2 separate regions of the Drosophila melanogaster genome follow, and region 1 is linked to region 2. Evidence: chromatin contacts called from public Hi-C data. All regions are on one chromosome and are shown on one strand. The core of a region is the stretch at or near the end of the contact, and the rest is flanking DNA. Distances in the headings are between cores, read along the strand shown. Region 1 overlaps rsh (radish). Region 2 overlaps hwt (heavyweight).

Evidence for each region. A called contact is a pair of places that touch in the nucleus more often than the background predicts.
Region 1: a Hi-C map of the Kc167 cell line shows a contact between it and region 2, with 2.6 times the contacts expected there. The contact joins two enhancer-like sites. A contact is called at or near these places in 2 of 107 Hi-C or Micro-C datasets (the Kc167 cell line and wing imaginal disc).

Annotation. Positions count from the first base shown.
Region 1 is chrX:13,076,365-13,081,016 of dm6, reverse strand. It overlaps rsh (radish), which reads right to left. Exons shown (of 19, transcript NM_001298250.1): 19 at 1,947-4,652. hep (hemipterous) reads left to right here. Exons shown (of 10, transcript NM_001298253.1): 9 at 1-379; 10 at 450-1,812. The coding sequence ends at 588. Among named protein-coding and RNA genes, the nearest start is that of hep, 12 kb to the left of the region's middle. Within about 2 kb of position 2,211, at least 3 of the 39 cell types and tissues checked have an H3K27ac peak or open chromatin away from gene starts, as enhancers often do. A contact at or near this core is called in the Kc167 cell line, where this site is marked.
Region 2 is chrX:12,538,638-12,543,257 of dm6, reverse strand. The region is part of intron 4 of hwt (heavyweight); the gene reads left to right. Among named protein-coding and RNA genes, the nearest start is that of Cpr11B, 12 kb to the left of the region's middle. Within about 2 kb of position 2,292, at least 13 of the 39 cell types and tissues checked have an H3K27ac peak or open chromatin away from gene starts, as enhancers often do. A contact at or near this core is called in the Kc167 cell line, where this site is marked.

The DNA of each region.
Region 1 (4,652 bases), core at 962-3,461, 540 kb before region 2:
ATCGAGACCAGGAGCCAGTGCATCCGCAGCCGCCGGCGTACAGGAGCGTTGTGAATAACGGCAGCGGTGGCAAGTCTTACTACTATCGCACCTTGTCGGCGGCCAGCAGCAGTAGCAATACCAGCCAGAGCACCTCGCCCACGACGGAACCGCTGCCCGGCGGTGGCACCAGTAGCTTTCTGCGTCGCTATGCAAGCAGTGGACCGGGAGGTAGCATCAGCACGCCGCCCAGTCCGCATATCTTGGCGGGATTGGATCGCAGGCATCGAAGTCCAGATCCGCCGCCACGCTACAATCGCGGACAGTCACCGCTATTGCTGCGCAAGAATCTGCTGGAGCTGAGTGGCCAGCCGCCCGGCTCTCCGCTGCTGCACCGAAGGTAAGTGCTGCGTAATGAAGCCATCCTGCTCTAAGTCATGCTAATCCTCGCCTCTTTCACTCACTTTCAGATACGTTTCGGCTTCGCCGCCGCTGCCGCCACCGCGTCGAGGCTCTGAAAGCGTGCCGGGATCACCGCAGCATTTCCGCACTCGCATCCACTATACACCCGAGCCCCAGAGACGCATCTACCGTACGATAGATCAATGAGTAGCGCTGCAAATCATGGTCATGTGATGCTGGTATGGCTTCGACGACGATGCCGCCGACGCTGCTGTTCACGACGACAATCAGGACGAGGAGGTGGGACTATTGGAGCCCATTTCCCTGCCCGTCTCGTCAGCAGTCGGCGACTCGCTGTCGATGCCGGCGTATGCAGGTGGCCTGGGCACCAGGTTGTCCGGAGCCGAACGGCGAATCGGCGATCGTCGGACGTGTTCGGCCAGCGGATCGTATTCCAGCTTGTATACGGATAAGGACGAATGGCCAGGTGGATCGTCCGGTGGGGCATCGGGTACATCGACGACCAGAGCTGGATATCCGTGGACATGTGATTGATGACAAACGAAAGTGTTCAAAAGTCTTATACGTTTAAGTGCTTGAGCCTCAGCGATTCATCTGTATCCGCATCTGCTAGACACTTCGTTTCGTTGCGCAGCTCCAATTGTACATAGACATATATCTTAAGGGACCTATATAGACACATCCGATAATAGTGCAATAGTTGAAAGCAATTCTGTTCGCCCAACAACCGCGCCCCCCCCTGTAACCAAGTCTATACTGTTCTATATATCTCTGTATCTGTATCTCCTTCAATGGTAACTCTGTAATCAAAAGTTTACACTTTACACAACGTAACTTATTTAATCGTAGCTCTAAAAAGAAAATGAAACAAAATAGCTAAATCGAAAAAAAAGGGGAAAATCCAAGAGAAAGAATGAGAAATTTAAATGATTTGTAGCTTTGTATATAGAGAGGAAGCGAAGTGCAAAATGTCGTTGCATTTGCTGTTTGCAATTTGTTTTAGTTTATATGTTTCATTAAACATCAACTTGTATGCTGAGTGGAAGGGAAACCGACAAGAAACAACCACATTAACAATGGAATTATTGTACTGATTATTATAATTGTTTAATTTATTATGTAAGCGGCAACAAGCGACAATTCAAATTCAAGTCTCGTTTTGTTTTTTTATTTCAAATGGGTGGAACGGATTCCTTTTTTTCAGAACTTTTATATGGCGAAAGGGAAGTATGGAAGTAAATGGAGATATAAACAGTTCAGAAAGACAACGTATTTGGAATTGATTTAATGATTAAATCAAAAGTATTTTGAATAGCTTCAGAAGTACAAGCCAAATAGCTTTCCATACACTTAGTTTCTAGTTTCCACCCTCCTATTAATATAAAGAAAATAAAAAAAAAAAGAAAAAACAAAACAATAAACTTATAAAACGCAAAAGAAATTCGATGTTTCATTCAGATGCAAAACGAATGTTTTTTAAACAATGCTTAATTTATGTATATAAAAACGCTGTTGTAATACTTTTATAATTTTTATTGAATTTTCTCCTGTTATGCTTGGCTGTGGCAATTACAACATTTATTTAGCTTTACTCCGCATTCAAATGCGTTTTTTTCTTTTTCGATTAAACAAATGTCTTATGTGGTTTTCATTTGCGTATATTGTAGATGTAGATCGTCAGCTCAAAAGGAGTCACGGGTGTTTTTTTCATTTTTTTTTAAATTTTGTTTTTCGATTGCCTGCCTGATTCAATCTGCTATCAAAAAAGTGAGCCCGTTTCGCACCACCCTGCGCACCACCACTCTGCCATCCGGTGGTTGGGTGGGTTAATTTAGGCAGAGGGGCGATGGGCGGTGGGCGGTGGCGATCGGGGCGAACATATAGAAACAGCGCTTATTGTTTATTTTCGGTATATCGGATATCTGCGGTAAATACATTCATATTAATCAGATGAGTACATTCAGTTCAAACAGTATATTTGAGTCGATAGAGCGACGGTAAAAATACAGCTATGCTTTATGTCCATTTAAATCTGTTGCTATTTTTTTCTCTTTTCAATGTTTTCAAAGATTAGTCAACAAAAAAACGTACAACATTTGTATAACTAACTTTTGAATTGAATGGCACTCGGCCTTCTCTGTCTCAAAATGCTTCGAAGAGTGTTGTTTTTGTTTTTACCTATTTTTTTCTTTTTTTTTCATTATAACTGCTCGTTTCTGTTGCAATCCAAGTTTTCCACAAAAAAAAAAAAAAAAAAATAAGAAACAGGCCCCAAAAACGTTTGCCTGCTACAGTTTTCCAAATTCATTATTTTCCAGTTTTAGCTTTTGGCTTACAGTTTATCTGTTCGTTTATCTGGTTATTAGACGTTAATGTTAGTTATTCGGTTATTGCACACTGAAAGCGTTTAGTTATTGATTTCCGTTTGCCTTTCTTGTTAGGGTTCTTTTTCTTCTGGCCTTGTTTTTCTTTTTTTTTTTTATATATATACTGTAATTGCTTAATTATATGCTTACATATGTATGACCTGCCAGACACTTGATAAACTTGGTTGTACAGTTAGACATTGAATTTTGATATATGCGTCTTTGAACATTTAAGTGAAACCCTTTTGGAAATGCTGCCGTTTACATTTAGTTTTCATGTTGCATCAGAATTTGCCATCTTTAGTTTATTGACCGAAACTAGGTCATTTTAGCAACTGAAGAATTCCAGTAGGAAAATATTTCATAAGTGAATGGTGGTGTTAGAAAAGTAAATCTATCCGAGAAATGGTACTGGTCAAAAGTTGGGTCAACTGATTTCCAAAGGGAATGTGGAAAACGATTTTCTATGGGCTTATCTGTTCACTACTCTTGATGACTCTATGATCTGCAGGGTTCTTGTCGTTTTTCTTCAATGAGCTCTATGCTGACAAATTATTTAGTTGGTAATATTAGGTTTTTTTCAATCATTCAATTTTATTTTTTAATGGTGGTTTTGGCCTTTAGTTGAATTTATCTTTAGGGCTGATCTTCCGGGATTTTTTTTATTCATAAAAGCAGTGACTGTTTTTGGGGATTTACACCTGCTCGTTCTCTTAGATCAAGTTAATTTATTGGTTATACAAACATACACTTAGATATTGCACTTATGAATCGGTTTTCTGGTTCTCTGGACTCTCGCTTCACTTGCAGTTCTGCAAGTGTTGTGTTGATTTTACGGTTTAGCATAACTATATTAACCAGTATTAAATGTACAGGTGTGCAGCCAACTTGACTGGAAATGTTGATACTTATCTATAATATGCTTCCTTGTCTTTTGGTAGTAACAAATTAACAGACAATACAAAAAACCCAAAAAAAAAGCGTTCAAACAGTTAAGATTATGCTTGCAATTCTTTTGAACATTTAAGTACATCATATAGTAATTTCTTAGGTCGTAAATTGAGTTCTTCTGGGGTAACTCGTTCTATATCGAGGGAACTGGAAAATGTCTTACAATGGGAATGGAAATGGGAATGGGTCGGGGCTAGAGAGGATCTTTTTGTTCAGCTTACATTTGTCCAATAACATTGATTAAAAAAATTTGTTTTATATTTTATTCATTTGGTTTCATGTTTGTTTTTTTTGTTTTAGTTTTAAGTCTTTGTTTTACATCAGTAAGCGTTTGTTTTTATTTCCTTTTCTTGTTTTTTCCCTTTTTTTTGCGAATGTTTTTCCTTGCTGCACTTTTTTTTTTTGTAATCCTTTTTCTTTTTCTGTTTATCCTCGACTGTGTGGGTATCAAAAATCGAATGCCACAGTGGTTCCTTAACAGACTAGTTCTACACATACCTTCCTAGGACAATTTTGCACGACGTACACATTTATGTATGTATGTATGTTGGGTAATACTTGTAGAAAATGCTTATGCTTTTAACATTATCTCTTGTAGAGGGGGGGCGGGAGGGGGTGGGTTTTGGGCCGCCGTCTCCCTCCGCTCTCTCTCTATATGCATCCCCCAAAAAATTGGGGGCTCTTGTCATTCCGGGGTGAATGTAAGAGTTAACAATGTCAGTTTCGATTTGGATAGTTCGGGCGTCTTTCGAGCGATGGGTTGGTTAGACGCACACACACACACACACTCTCAAAACCACTCACACACTCACTCAAAACCACTCACATACACAAAAAACACACATATGCACACACACACACACAAGCCAGTCATATTCGCACAGTGTTGAAAAGTATACTTAAAAGCTTCAATCATACCCCAAAAAACCAATA
Region 2 (4,620 bases), core at 1,043-3,542:
CGCAAAGCAAAGAAAAATATGGCTTGAAGTTGTGGGGGGGAAACGCTTACGGAATTTTAAAATGCTTCATCTCATCCTTTGTTCGTTTTTCGGCTGGGGATCCCTCCAAAAAAGGCCTGAAAGGTGTTAAAAAAGAAAGCAGAAGTCAATCAATACGCAAAGAAAATGTGCTAGCGAAAGTAGTAGCTTTTGTATGGAAAATTATTCCTACTTAAAATGGCATATTTTAAAAATAATAATTGTGACAAAACGTATAATTTTTAACATATCTAATCAAATAAAAACTATTCAAATATCACAAGTCGGCTTTTAAGTAAAAGATCACAGTAAAACCATAAAATACCCGCTCTTTGTTGATTTAATGATTCATTAGTTTCAAAAGTGAAATTACCCTAAATCCGACATTAAATGACTTTATGTTAATTAATTAAAGTGACTTTTTGCCCAAACAGAGCACGCCTTAATTTTATTACACAGCGAATGGAGTGAATCATCAAAGTGTTTTCTAGACTGATGACTAAATAGCTCAATAGTTCGAACAATTACTTCATTAAATATTAGGTAGTTGCCTTGCCATTCGATAGCTGAGTAATGGCATTTTCTTATTGCATATTTAATATGGAATAATTGGTGTTGAATGAATAGTTTATGTGGATTTTATAAGCAAGATGATTTTATTTATGTTTATTTGTGTTATATTGTAAATCGAACACAAAAGTACGTATCTTTGAAGAGCTTAAAATAAATACCTTTCGTAAGAATGAACCCTATTTGTTAGATAAGCTAGTTACACCTTCACAGGTGTAACGAACTCCGTTCAGATAGATGATCTCATCAGGTATTCAAGTTGATGATATTACATTTATATATTTTGTGTATATTTGGCGGGGAACATTACATTTTCAATTTCAATTACGCACCCTGCAATCCCCAATGATTCCGAAAGTGGAAATCTTTTGGCTAATGCCTCCCAAGTGTAACTCGTGGAAATTGCGTTGAAAGGTCTCTCGAAAAACTTACTTCATATACATGCATACCTACCTACCTATGTATGTGTGTTTTTCGGGGGTGTGGAATAGCAACAACAATTGGCGGATGTGAAGTGGATTGGGGGTGTAACATGTGTAACAACAAGTGTTAAGTCAAACACCTTTTTGTACATACCTACCCCTCCACCAAATGCCACTGGCCAGCGCAATTTGTCATTTGGCAAATGAAAAAAATAGAGCCGAGAAAGTTGGAGAGGTTTACCTGGCACTGGCTCTATTAAATATTCACCCCTTTTTCGTGGGCCAAGCGAAATCCAAAAAAAAAAAAGGAACGAGAAACCACTCAGCATGTAAGTTTCGTTTATTTGCTGATGTTTACAAATTTTCACGGCAAAATGAAAAAAGTTTTTGCTGTTTTCGATAAGGTGAAGTTGTTTCTGGTGGGTGTGTATATTTTTTTTGGTCACTTATGCAACCATTGCCATGAAACGTGAGTTGTTGCGAAAACTTGTTTAGCATTGTTTTGCTTTACCAACTCAGCTCCTTGGCCACTTGTCCTTGTCATGTGTCAAGTTGTGAGACGGTAAACAACTTGGCAAGTAAGAGAAAACGAAATAGGAAAGGGTGTGACCAAAGCGGTTTATAGAAATATAGATTGTCCATTAAGCCGGGCCATACCCTCATAATTTTCCCGTTTCCCATTTGCCATTCGCCATTTCCGTTGACCATTGACAGTAATGAGTCCGGGGGATTCTGACAACGCCTAAAAGCTGGCAACAGTTTGCCCAAATTGCTTATTTATGCCATGTCCACGTCTGCCAATGTGTATGTGACCTTTGTTCACAGTTGTCGTGGTACGACTTTACGCATACCCAGTAGTGCGTAATTCTAGAAGTGAGAAATTTATCGCTTTAGTCCTATTTACTTGTTACTAGTTCTACTTCATAATTTCAAATATGTGCAAATTATTTGGTCTGCTAATGAAACTTAGAGCGTAAACAGCAACTAAACTGATTTTCACTCAACAGGGGTGTCTATGAGTCGGGAATTTCGATTGCTGCCCATTTCGCGCTATTAGTTATGTAAAGTGCGACTAGCTGTATGGTTTTTTTTTTCCGTTTTGTTCAGCCGTGTTGCGGTCACCACCCAGACCCCTTAAATACCCCCGAAACTCATACTCCTGCATGCAATTTTCGTTGATTTGTCACGTAGGATAGCCAAATAACAGATAGGAAATATTGTATGTTTCAGTAACGAGAGGAAGCACAGCATTTGGACAACAGATGGCGCTGCGGTCGATCGGTGAGTGACCACTGGCGCCATCGTGTTCAAATTGCGAATTATACTAATTTGCATTCTCTGCATCACTTCTCCCACCTTATCGCTTTTTTCACTCATTCTTCTGCTTTGCTTTCGCCCATTTTCTCCTACCGGTCTGCTTCCTTTTACACTTGTAAACGTGTCACAAAATCTAGTTTGATACATTTCCGCCTCCCATTCAATTTTACCGGACGGTGTTATGTTTCATAAAATATGCAGAAAGGGGGTGGCAACAGTGAAATAGGGTGGTGAAAGGGCAAGAAAAAAGAGAGTGGGACATAGAAAAATGAAAGACGGTCTGAAAGAGTACACTATACATATATAACTATCGCTTTCTAATGGTAAGAAAAGCGCAAAAACTAACAGCAAAATAGTTCATTTCCTTGTTTGATGATTTGATTAAAAATATAAATATTCGATTGTTATTTAGTTGAATTGACTACTACTACTACTTGAGTACTAAAAAATGAAAGTTTCATTCTTTTAAATTAGTATTTATTGTGTGCTTGAGCGAAGATATATTTTGGAAAAATGCGAACCGGAAACCGGAAAAGCAAATCAGGTGGCGTTTTGCCTCAGTGCAGCTGTCACTGTCCCCACAGGGTTGCCACCATGGGGCATAATGCGTCATCGTCGCCGGTGGCTTTATATTTACCGTTACACCGGTTACGCACACACACACAGAGATACTTACAACCATATCCCCACACTCGCGCAGAGACAACTGCGTCGTCACATGTGCGCAACAAATTGCGTCTGCCGCTTTGAATTTTTGCGGTTACATTTCCGTTGCACCGGCGGGCGACAACAGCGACATCGACGGCATTTCAATAAGCCAAAAGGAAAGCGGCACCAAGGGGGAGTAGGTGGAGGGGTGGAAGGAAAAGGGGACAGAGAAAGCCAGAAGAAGAAGGCTCAGATGCAAGAAGGACTCGAAGAATCGAATCATACAGATGCCTTCCTCGCACATTGGCATGCAACATAAATTTCATTCGCTAAAATCAGACAATTCGGGGAAACGTAATATATAACCAAATCTTGAATTTTAATTCTAAAACACGATTCTTATGTTTGAAAGTATTATATTCAAGTTAGTATCCAGCTAGTCTCAATAATTTCAGATTCACTTATTGGCCTTTGGCTCCACTGTGCCGGCATCTGCAGCCGCAAAGTGTGCAACGTGAATGGAAAAAAAATATAAATCTGATTTATGCCCCTGGCTATTGCCGGCCCCCTTAGAAAGTGGCCACATGTGGGGATGTTAGTGTGAGATAGAGATTGGAAGAAATCGCAGCAAATTCGCATCAAATTTTCATATTTACTATGAATTACAAATTGTCAGATTATGGAAATGGTTTGCTTTAGCCTTTGGCCCAGCTGGGAATAAGTTTTTGGTTTAGCCTCTTACGGTTATTGATCTTGCACGCCACACATGATACAGTGCAAAAAAAAGATGAATACTATAATGGATAAATAAATAACATATATTAACATTAACTGATCGCCCAGTTTAAGTAAAAAGCATAGTGTGACCTTGCCAGCTGCCTTAAGTTTGTATGACCGTTTTGTTGCCGAGAGGTTTCTACGCGTTTCTCTAGTAACAATTCTTCCAGTGTACGTACATGATTGCTCATAATTCGCACGTGTGTGTGTGTGTGTTTGGTCTGTGCGTCGTAGTTAAGATAGATTCTTGTTGATGTTATGACTCATGGATGTCTGCCGTATAGAGGAATAGATAGAGTCATAAGAGCGGATAGTGGGGTGGGCATGGGGCGAGATTTTCTTGTTTTTTTTTTTTTTTTTTTTTGCCTGGCTAGAGGATTAGGTGGCCTGGATGTTTAGCTGCTGCGGTCTCCCTTTGGCATAACCTGATACCCGGGCAAAGCTATTCCATTCCAACCATAATACCTGTGGACAAATAATTACAACAACAACCGACTGGGTTTGGGTGCGCATGTAGCATATTTAATGACAAAGGAACTCGTGTCAAGGATTACTAATTAGTGTCTGGACGTTGACGACCACGATGATGTTGCCCGGCTGCTCTCTTGTTGCTGTTTATGTCCTTCGCCTTAAGTGCACACCCATCCATCCATCCATCCATCCACCCATCCATCCATCCACCCATCCACCCAGCCTAGCCAAGGCGAGCAACCAACCAAAACCCAAAAATGGAATGGCTAAGGATATTTTCGTTTATATATTTGCTTTTTAAATTGACTTTGGGCGCGCTGGCAAATTGAGTTGTCCAATGGCGTCTGTCTGATAAGCGTGTGCCATGTTCCAAGTCTTACCTGCGGCTTAAGTGAAA